Linked DNA regions of Sus scrofa: all the other regions are linked to region 2. A link is a contact called in public HiChIP or PLAC-seq data. All regions are on one chromosome and are shown on one strand. The core of a region is the stretch at or near the end of the contact, and the rest is flanking DNA. Distances in the headings are between cores, read along the strand shown. Region 1 holds the start of CDC5L (cell division cycle 5-like protein). Region 2 holds the start of TMEM63B (CSC1-like protein 2). Region 3 holds the start of AARS2 (alanine--tRNA ligase, mitochondrial).

Region 1 (2,700 bases), core at 72-2,571, 250 kb before region 2:
TAGGAAACTGAGGCTCTGAGAAGTTAATAAATTCACCCACATTCACATAGGAGGATGTGATGCTTGCAAAAAAACAAAGTACACCAAAACAAACGGATAAAAGAGGTGTCATGGGACCAGTGGGGGGGTGCAACTACTTTTCACAAGACGAAAAATTCCAGAAGAGTTTCTGAAATAGTTTTAGAAGGAGGGTCAGAAAGATGCCAAGCGTAGGAGGATATTCCAAGAAGGTGCAAAATGTAAAGATAAAGAGCAAGAAAAGACATGGTGTGCTCTGAAAACTGACAAATTTGGTGCCCTATAAACACAAACCGCACTAAAACCTTATTTCTATTTTACTCCCTCTCTATCATCCTTTGGTTCACGAATGGCATTATCCACTACGTTTCGGGAACCCTGTTTGTCCTATCTGGCTTCTATCCAGGCTGAAGTGGAATGACAGGAAGAGCGAGGCCATGAGATGTGTAGGGAGGGCAGACAAGTTATGCCTTGGTAACAGTCGTGGGGATGCGGGCGTAAATGGGCGCAAATAACCAGGCACTCAAACTGCTTCCCCTCTTCAAGGAAGTCAAGGAAAAAACAAAGTTGTGGCCACAGCACTTCTTCATTTCTGAATATCAGAGAGAGGCACGGTGCCTGGGCTGAGAAATGGGGGTGGCTCAGAAGATCGACTCTCGCTGTTCCTATCTCCCCGACACACCGTGGGTTCCACCAGAACGGAGGGCGCGTCCTCAATTCAACAAATGTTCACTGAGGGCCTAACCAGGGCCCCGCAAGTAATCAAGCAGGTAAATCAAGGTCCCTGTCCTTAAGGTTCTCAGATAACGCTGAGCCCTGCACCGGGTAAAGGTCCGGGGGTCGGCCCCGCACCGCCCCCCACGCAGACCCCGCAGGCATCCTCCCCGCCTCCTGGACCCCCGCGCGCGTGCGCATCAGCAGCCGGAGGGGCGGAGGGCATCCGACGGCGGGAAAAGGGGACTTACCTCGGTATTCCTCCACACACCCCCCTTGATCATAATTCGAGGCATCTTGGCGGCGGAGTGTCTCGGCAAGCAGCCGAGTGGAGATTCAGAGAAGTAGTAACGGCGCTGCGGCCACGGGACCCTAAGGCGCCACTTCCTCTAAGCGCGACCTTCTGCTTTGAAGAGATCTGCGCAGGCGCAAGGGGGTGTTGCGGGGACAGGGTAACAAATCTCGCGAGAACTCAAGTGGCTGAGAGGAAATAAGTGCCTTGCTGTTAAAGCGCTGCTCTAGAAAGACTGACAGAAAAACATCAAACAGCTCTAGCCAAAGCGGCCTATGCCCGGCGCAGGCCCAAAATAGGTGGAGGAAACCACGGCTCTCGCGAGGTGTCAGCGGGGACTGTAGTTTCGTTGGGATTGGCCGTGACGTCACCTAGTGGCAAAGAGTGGGAACGTCGCGCGTGTGGAGTTTAAGCTCGCCCGGTTTAAAAAGAGCTTTGTTAATTTATCAGTTTAGCATGTTATTAGGCATTTAACGCATGGAAATCTATCCACAGAATACACAGGAAAAACCCATTGTTTATTTAAGACCAAATTTCCTAACCTGTAAAATGGAGATAATAATAGTACAACTTCAGAGGGTTGTCCTAAGGATTGGGGGGGGGGGGCGGGGGGAGGGTTAGGACTGCGCCCGCTGCGTTTGGAAGTTCCCAGGCCAGAGATCTAATCAGAGCTATAGCTGCCGGCCTACACCACAGCCACAGCAACGCAGGATCCGAGCTGAATCTGCAACCTGTACCACAGCTCAGGGCAACACGGGATCCTTAGCCCACTGAGGGAGGCCAGGGCTTGAACCTACATGGTCATGGATACTAGTCAGATTCATTTCCACTGCGCCACAACTCCCTGTCCTAAGGATTTAAATGAGATGGTAAACCTAACCATAATATTTGATACATAACAAATGCTCACAAAAGTAGCATAAATCATAGCTGGGGCTGGGATTCAATTCCTGGCCCAGGAACTTCCATATGCTGTGGGGTGGAAAAAATATATATATATTATTACAATAAGGGCAACCCCAAGAGATCAGTGGTTGTTCCAGAAAGCTGCAGAAATGTCATGTCAGAGATTTTCATTCATTGCTATTCAGTTTATGTGGATTAATAGTAGAGCGTTACCATCCACAAACATGAGAAAGGAACTCCTGTCGTGGCTCAGCGGAAATGAATCTGACTAGTATCCACGAGGACGCAGGTTCCATCCCTGGCCTCGCTCAGTGGGTTAAGGATTCGGTGTTGCCATGAGCTGTGGTGTGGGTTGCAGACATGGCTCACATCTGGCAAGGCTGTGGCTGTGGCATAGGCTGGCAGCTACAGCTGTGATTAGACCCCTAGCCTGGGAACCTCCATATACCACGGTGCAGCCCTAAAAAAAAAAAAAAAAAAAAAAAAGATAAAAAATTAGACAAAATCAGGCTGGGTTGAAATCTTGCCTCTCTCATCAGCTTGAGTAATAAACTTGCTGAATGTCAGTATTCTTATCTGAAAAGTGGAGTTAACAATTCATACCTCATAAATTTGAGGGGCAAATTAGTTGACATACCTAAAACCCAATGAGATAGAGATTGCCAAACTGCCACTGTGTTTCCCAGCTACTCAGCGAGTGAACAGTAGAGAAAAATCTCAAAAAGTATTAATAAAATGAGAATAGTTTTACCAAAAGTAATGAAAACTCT
Region 2 (2,700 bases), core at 68-2,567:
GGCATTGGACTTGGCGACAGTGGAATCCAAAACTCGGGGGCGGGGGCGGCAGATTCCCCACAGCGGCGGCGGGCTGATGGGGCGCAGCTGGAACCCCGGAGGGGCGCGGAGGGGACGCGCACCTGGACCGGGCAGGTGGGAGAAGAGAGGAGCTAGGGGGCCAGGGGAGAGGGGTCCCACCCCTCGGATCTCTCAAGGGGTGGGGACACAAGGCGGTGTACCTCTGGACCCCCTGTAGGGGGTGGAGGACTCATATTATTGCTTCAGGATGGTGCGGGGTTGGGGGCAGCGCCCGGCACCACTGGGTCCCGCGGGCCCGGGCACCTCTGGGTCCCGCAGGAGGCTGAAGGGAGGGGACGCGCAGCCGAGTCCGGGGTTTTTCTTTGGATGGTGGTGGGATCCTCAAAGAAAAGAGAGGGGGCCGGGGAAGGGTCGCGTACTCACCCCCAGGCGCAGACTCGGCTCCAGCTCCGAGCCCCGGGTTGGGGCGGGGCGGGGCTGGGGGAGGGGGAGGGGGAGTCGCTGGGCGGCTCGAGCTCCGGGCTCCTGCGGCGGCCGCGGCTGTGTCTGGGGGAGGGGGAGCGGGAGGAGGGAGGGGGAGGAGGAGGGGCGTGGCCACGAAGGTCCCACCCCCCACGCCAGCTCACGCAAGGCGCGCGCGCACTCTCAGATCGCCGCCCGCCCAGCTGGGTCCGATGCGCAGGCGCAGGACTACAGGCCGCGTGGGGGGGAAGGCGGCCCTGGGCCAGTGGGGCCTGCAGCGGGATATTCCAGGGCGGCGAAGGCGGTATGGAGTGGGGGGCGGGTAGGGGACGTCACGCTCCTAACTCTGCTGCTTCCCCTCTCTCTCTGCTCCCCGCAGTAGGGGAGGCGGACTCCCCTGGGTGGGTGAGGAAGGGGAGGATCTTGGGCCCTTTGGGGGCAGAGGGGCAGTGGGAGGGTCCCGACGGGGAGGGAGGCCTCTAACCCAGACCCTCCGCCCTCCCACTCCCCAAGGTCGCCCGGGCTCCCGTGGCCTCTGCGACCCCGCGCCCCCGCTTACCTACTTTCCCGAGGAAGGGGCGGGGTGCTGGCCGGCCACGCGAGGTGGCCTCGGTCGGTCACTCTGGCGCAGCTCCTCGGGTTTGTCTACTTCTCCCTTTCCTTTTCCAACCCGGGCCCTGAGATGACTTTGTGACTCGTTTGCTGGCACTTCTGTACTGTGGAGAATGAGTCCACCGCTTTCACTGTCATGCCGATGAGTGGCTCCCCCGGCCCCAGGGGGTTCCCAGGTTTCTCATTTCACCAGAGGCTGCATCTGCCAGGGATTAAGACTGGGAAGATGAGAGAGATGTGGGTGTGGGTGTGTCTGCGCGTGTGCATACTCCTGTATGTTACCCACAGGACAGATCACAAAGTCACACGGAGTACCAACTTGTTCGTTCAATTTTGGGTTCCTGGAAGGGTCTTATCCCTTCAGGCTTGAAGAGAGACAGTCTGGGACAGAAGAGAAATAGTGCTTTACACGATGGGCAGTAATTGAACTTTGCCACCCTAAGAGATTGAATGGACTGAATTGATAAAGGGTTTCACAAAAGAGCGACTTAGGCTGCTGGGGAAAAGTGGGAAGGTTGGGAGATGCTTCAGTCTGGGCTGCTGGACCGAGGAAGGGCACTGCCTACCTGGTGTGTCTGGTTCTTGTGGTTGGTCAGTGTCTTTGCTGTCTGCTGTTTTTTTTTTAAAAGAGTTCATTAGTAGCTTGTGGGATATAACTGTAAGGTTTTGATGCAGTTCAAACTGAATCCTCATTCAAACTGCATCCCGTTGGTTGATTGGAAGTCCATTTGGTGGATCGTGGCTATCATTTAAGAAATGGAGTTCCTGTCGTGGCGCAGTGGTTAACGAATCCGACTAGGAACCATGAGGTTGCGGGTTCGATCCCTGCCCTTGCTCAGTGGGTTAAGGATCCAGCATTGCCGTGAGCTGTGGTGTAGGTTGCAGACGTGGCTCGGATCCCGCATTGCTGTGACTCTGGCGTAGGCTGGTGGCTACAGCTCTGATTGGACCCCTAGCCTGGGAACCTCTATATGCCGCGGGAGCGGCCCAAGAAATGGCAAAAAGACAAAAAAAAAAAAAAAAGAAAAAAAGTGAAGAGTTCCTGTTGTGGCTCAGTAGAAACGAATCTGACTGGTATCAATGAGGACGCAATATTGATCCCTGGCCTCCCTCGTTAAGGGATTGGGCATTGTGGTGAGCTGTGGTGTAGGTCTCAGATGAGGCTTGGATCCTGTGTTGCTGTGGCTGTGGTGTAGGCTGGCAGCTGAAGCTTGAACTCCACCTCTAGCCTGGTTACCTCCATATACCTCGGGTGCACCCCTCCCCCCAAAAAAGAGACAGAAAAAGAAAAGAAGTGATGTAGAATAGAAAAAAAAAAAAGAATGAAATAGTGTTTCTGGATGCTTGCTTCCTCATATACACACACATGAGTGTGTATTATTAGGAAGTGTTGTACAGTGTGTTTCTGCGTGTCACAGAGAGGTACACAACACATCTGTTTCCTGTGTTCTCCTGTTTGCACTCTTGCCTTCCTCAGCCTGCATTTTCAGTCATTTGAAATTGTTCACGAGAATGCAGTTTATAGTACTAGGAATATACAGAAAAGAACAGAGTGGGGGGTTCCCATCGTGGCACAGCGGAAATGAATCTGACTAGAAACCATGA
Region 3 (2,700 bases), core at 79-2,578, 180 kb before region 2:
TCCCTAAATAACATAGCTCACAAAGAATGGTGGCCAAAAAAGCCCACCTGAATGGTTGAGGCCTTGGATGGCACTGACTTCAGCTCTGCTACCCCTATTGGGCTTGTTTTTTTGTTTGGGGGGTATTTTGGATCTTATTTTATTTTATTTTATTTTATTTATTTATTTATTTTTGTCTTTCTGTCTTTTCTAGGGCCGCTCCCGAGGCATATGGAGGTTCCCAGGCTAGGGGTCTAATGGGAGCCGAGCCGAAGCCACCAGCCTACACCAGAGACACAGCAACACAGGATGCAAGCCGCGTCTGCAACCTACACCACAGCTCACGGCAAGGCCGGATCCTTTACCCACTGAGCAAGGCCAAGGATCGAACCCGCAACCTCATGGTTCCTAGTCGGATTCATTAACCACTGAGCCATGACAGGAACTCCGGGGGTTTTTTTGGTCTTTTTAGGGCCACACCCACAGCATGAGGAAGATTCCAGGCTAGGGGTCGAATCAGAGCTACAACTGCTGCATCTGTGACCTACACAACAGCTCACAGCAATGCCAGATCCTTAACCCACTAAGCAAGGCCAGGGATCGAATCTTCGTCCTCCTGGATACAGTCAGGTTCATTACCGCTGAGCCACGACAGGAACTGCCCCCTTTTGGGCTTTAACGTTGGCAAATTCTCTTCTCTATCTGCTTAATTTTCCAAACGAAGAGCAGAGGATATCATGAGAAGTCCCAAGAAGACCCCAGCTCCGCCCACAAGGGCCCTTGTTGGCCTCAAGGTCACAGCAGACACCATGGAGAGAGACAGAAGGGAAGGTGGAACAGGTATCTCTTAGCTAAAGCAAAACACACAAAACTCAAGGGCATTGGGAGGCTTAGAGAGAGAGAAATCTCAGCAGCTATCAGCCAACGGCTTCCTCTAGACCTGACAACCAGGATTCTCTCTAATCCCCAAGCAAATTAAAAGACCAAATGTTATTAAGCAATTAATAATGGAACAGATGCTGCTTGGCTTCTGTGTCTCATCAGCTCGACTCCTGCTCCAAAGGACCTGCTTCAGTCCCTACGAACAAAATGGCCATTTCCAATGCCAAGGGCAAAGGAAATTGCCCACACAGTGCCTGACACATAGTAGGTATTCAATAAATATTTGTCGAATGACTCTTTCTTTTTTTTTTGCTTTTTAGGGCCACACTTGCAGCTTATGGAGGTCCGAATCGAATCAGAGCTGTAGCTATTGGCCTACACCACAGCCACAGCAAGTCGGGATCTGAGCCTCGTCTGTGACCTACACCACAGCTCACAGCAACGCTGGATCCTTAACCCACTGAGCGAGGCCAGGGATCGAACCTGAAACATCATGGTTACTAGTCTGATTCGTTTCCACCGAGACACAAGGAAATTCCGAATGACTTGAATGAATGCTGATATCACCTCCCTTGGACATCTCTGCCTCTCACCTCACCCGGGGAAACACATACACATACACACACACACACACACACACACACACACACACCACACAGAGCTGAATTCATGCTTGTTCACTGCAACTCCATTTGTAATCTTGCAAAATTAATAAACACAATTACTGCTACAATATAGATTTCTGAAGGGCAGGGATTCTGGTCAATTTTGTTACAATGTACCTTCAGCATCTAAAACAATACCTAGCACACAGTAGGCTCTTAATGAATATTTGCTGAATGCCAAATGAATTAAGGGGCTACTATGTGCCAGGCCGCTTGGGCTACTTGAACTCCTGCAGAAGAAGCCTCCTTCCCTATATTACCTCCACCGGGAGGCGGAGGCTGCCTTGAGTCCTCCTGTCGCCAGGGGCCGCTGTAGAAAATGCCTGGCCTCCTTCTCACGCCACCTTCTATCCCGGCGGTGCCCTTTGACTCCGTGAAGTCGCTGCCCCGAGTTAAGATGGCGGCGTCGGTGGCAGCTGCAGCTGGGCGAATTCGGCGGGCCATTCGAAGGTCGCCTCCATGGCAGGGCCTCTGCTTTCGGGCGCTCTCATCCGAGGCCCCTCCAACCCAGGCCGCGGCCGTGCGAGACGCCTTCCTGAGCTTCTTTCGAGACCGCCATGGCCACCGCCTGGTGCCGTCCGCTTCGGTGCGGCCCCGCGGCGACCCCACTTTGCTCTTCGTCAACGCGGGCATGAACCAGGTAGGAGCTGAGCCACACTGACCGGGGCGGAGTTTGTGGGGTTCTTCGGGATTGGGCAAAGGAAGCGAAGGGCGGAGCTCTTAGCTTTGGGGGAGCTGGGGGGAAAGCCGGTTGTGCGTGGTTAGGCTAAGAGATTGGGGCGCTAATTAGGGCTTAGGGTGGCCTGGACCCGGCAGCTTTGGAGATCGAGTTTTAGGTTCAGGAACAGCGGGTGTGGAGTCCCATGGAGGCAGACTGGCGGGGGAAGTCTGGCTTTATTTACTAGTTCTTTAAAGATAACCGGTTCATTAAAATAAACGTTGAGCACATGCTATTTGTTAGTCTTTCTTCTTTAAGGCTTTTGACTTTGAACACCACTTATCGTCCCTAGACTTGCCCTGTTTCCCGCCACCAACACGTCTCCTGTTACCTTGCCTATTTTACTAGCAGAAAGTGTCTGTTTCGTGATTTATTTACCAGAGATGGGTGCCCCCACGCTCCCAAGTTGCCCCTTTGGCCAAGACTACATTGTACTCTCAGCGATGCAGTCAGCCT

The links. HiChIP or PLAC-seq counts read pairs in DNA pulled down with a chosen protein or histone mark.
Region 1: a contact with region 2 is called in an H3K27ac HiChIP or PLAC-seq map of alveolar macrophages. The contact joins the promoter of CDC5L here to the promoter of TMEM63B in region 2. A contact is called at or near these places in 1 of 47 Hi-C or Micro-C datasets (liver) and 1 of 2 datasets of contacts at active chromatin or transcription factors (alveolar macrophages).
Region 3: a contact with region 2 is called in an H3K27ac HiChIP or PLAC-seq map of alveolar macrophages. The contact joins the promoter of AARS2 here to the promoter of TMEM63B in region 2. A contact is called at or near these places in 1 of 5 promoter capture datasets (fetal liver), 1 of 47 Hi-C or Micro-C datasets (embryonic fibroblasts) and 1 of 2 datasets of contacts at active chromatin or transcription factors (alveolar macrophages).

The regions. Positions count from the first base shown.
Region 1 is chr7:39,383,018-39,385,717 of Sscrofa11.1, reverse strand. It overlaps CDC5L (cell division cycle 5-like protein), which reads right to left and starts at 1,321. Exons shown (of 16, transcript XM_001929597.6): 1 at 984-1,321. The coding sequence starts at 1,028.
Region 2 is chr7:39,136,301-39,139,000 of Sscrofa11.1, reverse strand. TMEM63B (CSC1-like protein 2) reads right to left here and starts at 1,317. Exons shown (of 24, transcript XM_005666056.3): 1 at 1,043-1,317. It overlaps MRPL14 (39S ribosomal protein L14, mitochondrial), which reads left to right and starts at 665. Exons shown (of 3, transcript XM_001929561.5): 1 at 665-787.
Region 3 is chr7:39,312,924-39,315,623 of Sscrofa11.1, reverse strand. AARS2 (alanine--tRNA ligase, mitochondrial) reads left to right here and starts at 1,328. Exons shown (of 22, transcript XM_001929593.5): 1 at 1,328-2,166. The coding sequence starts at 1,846.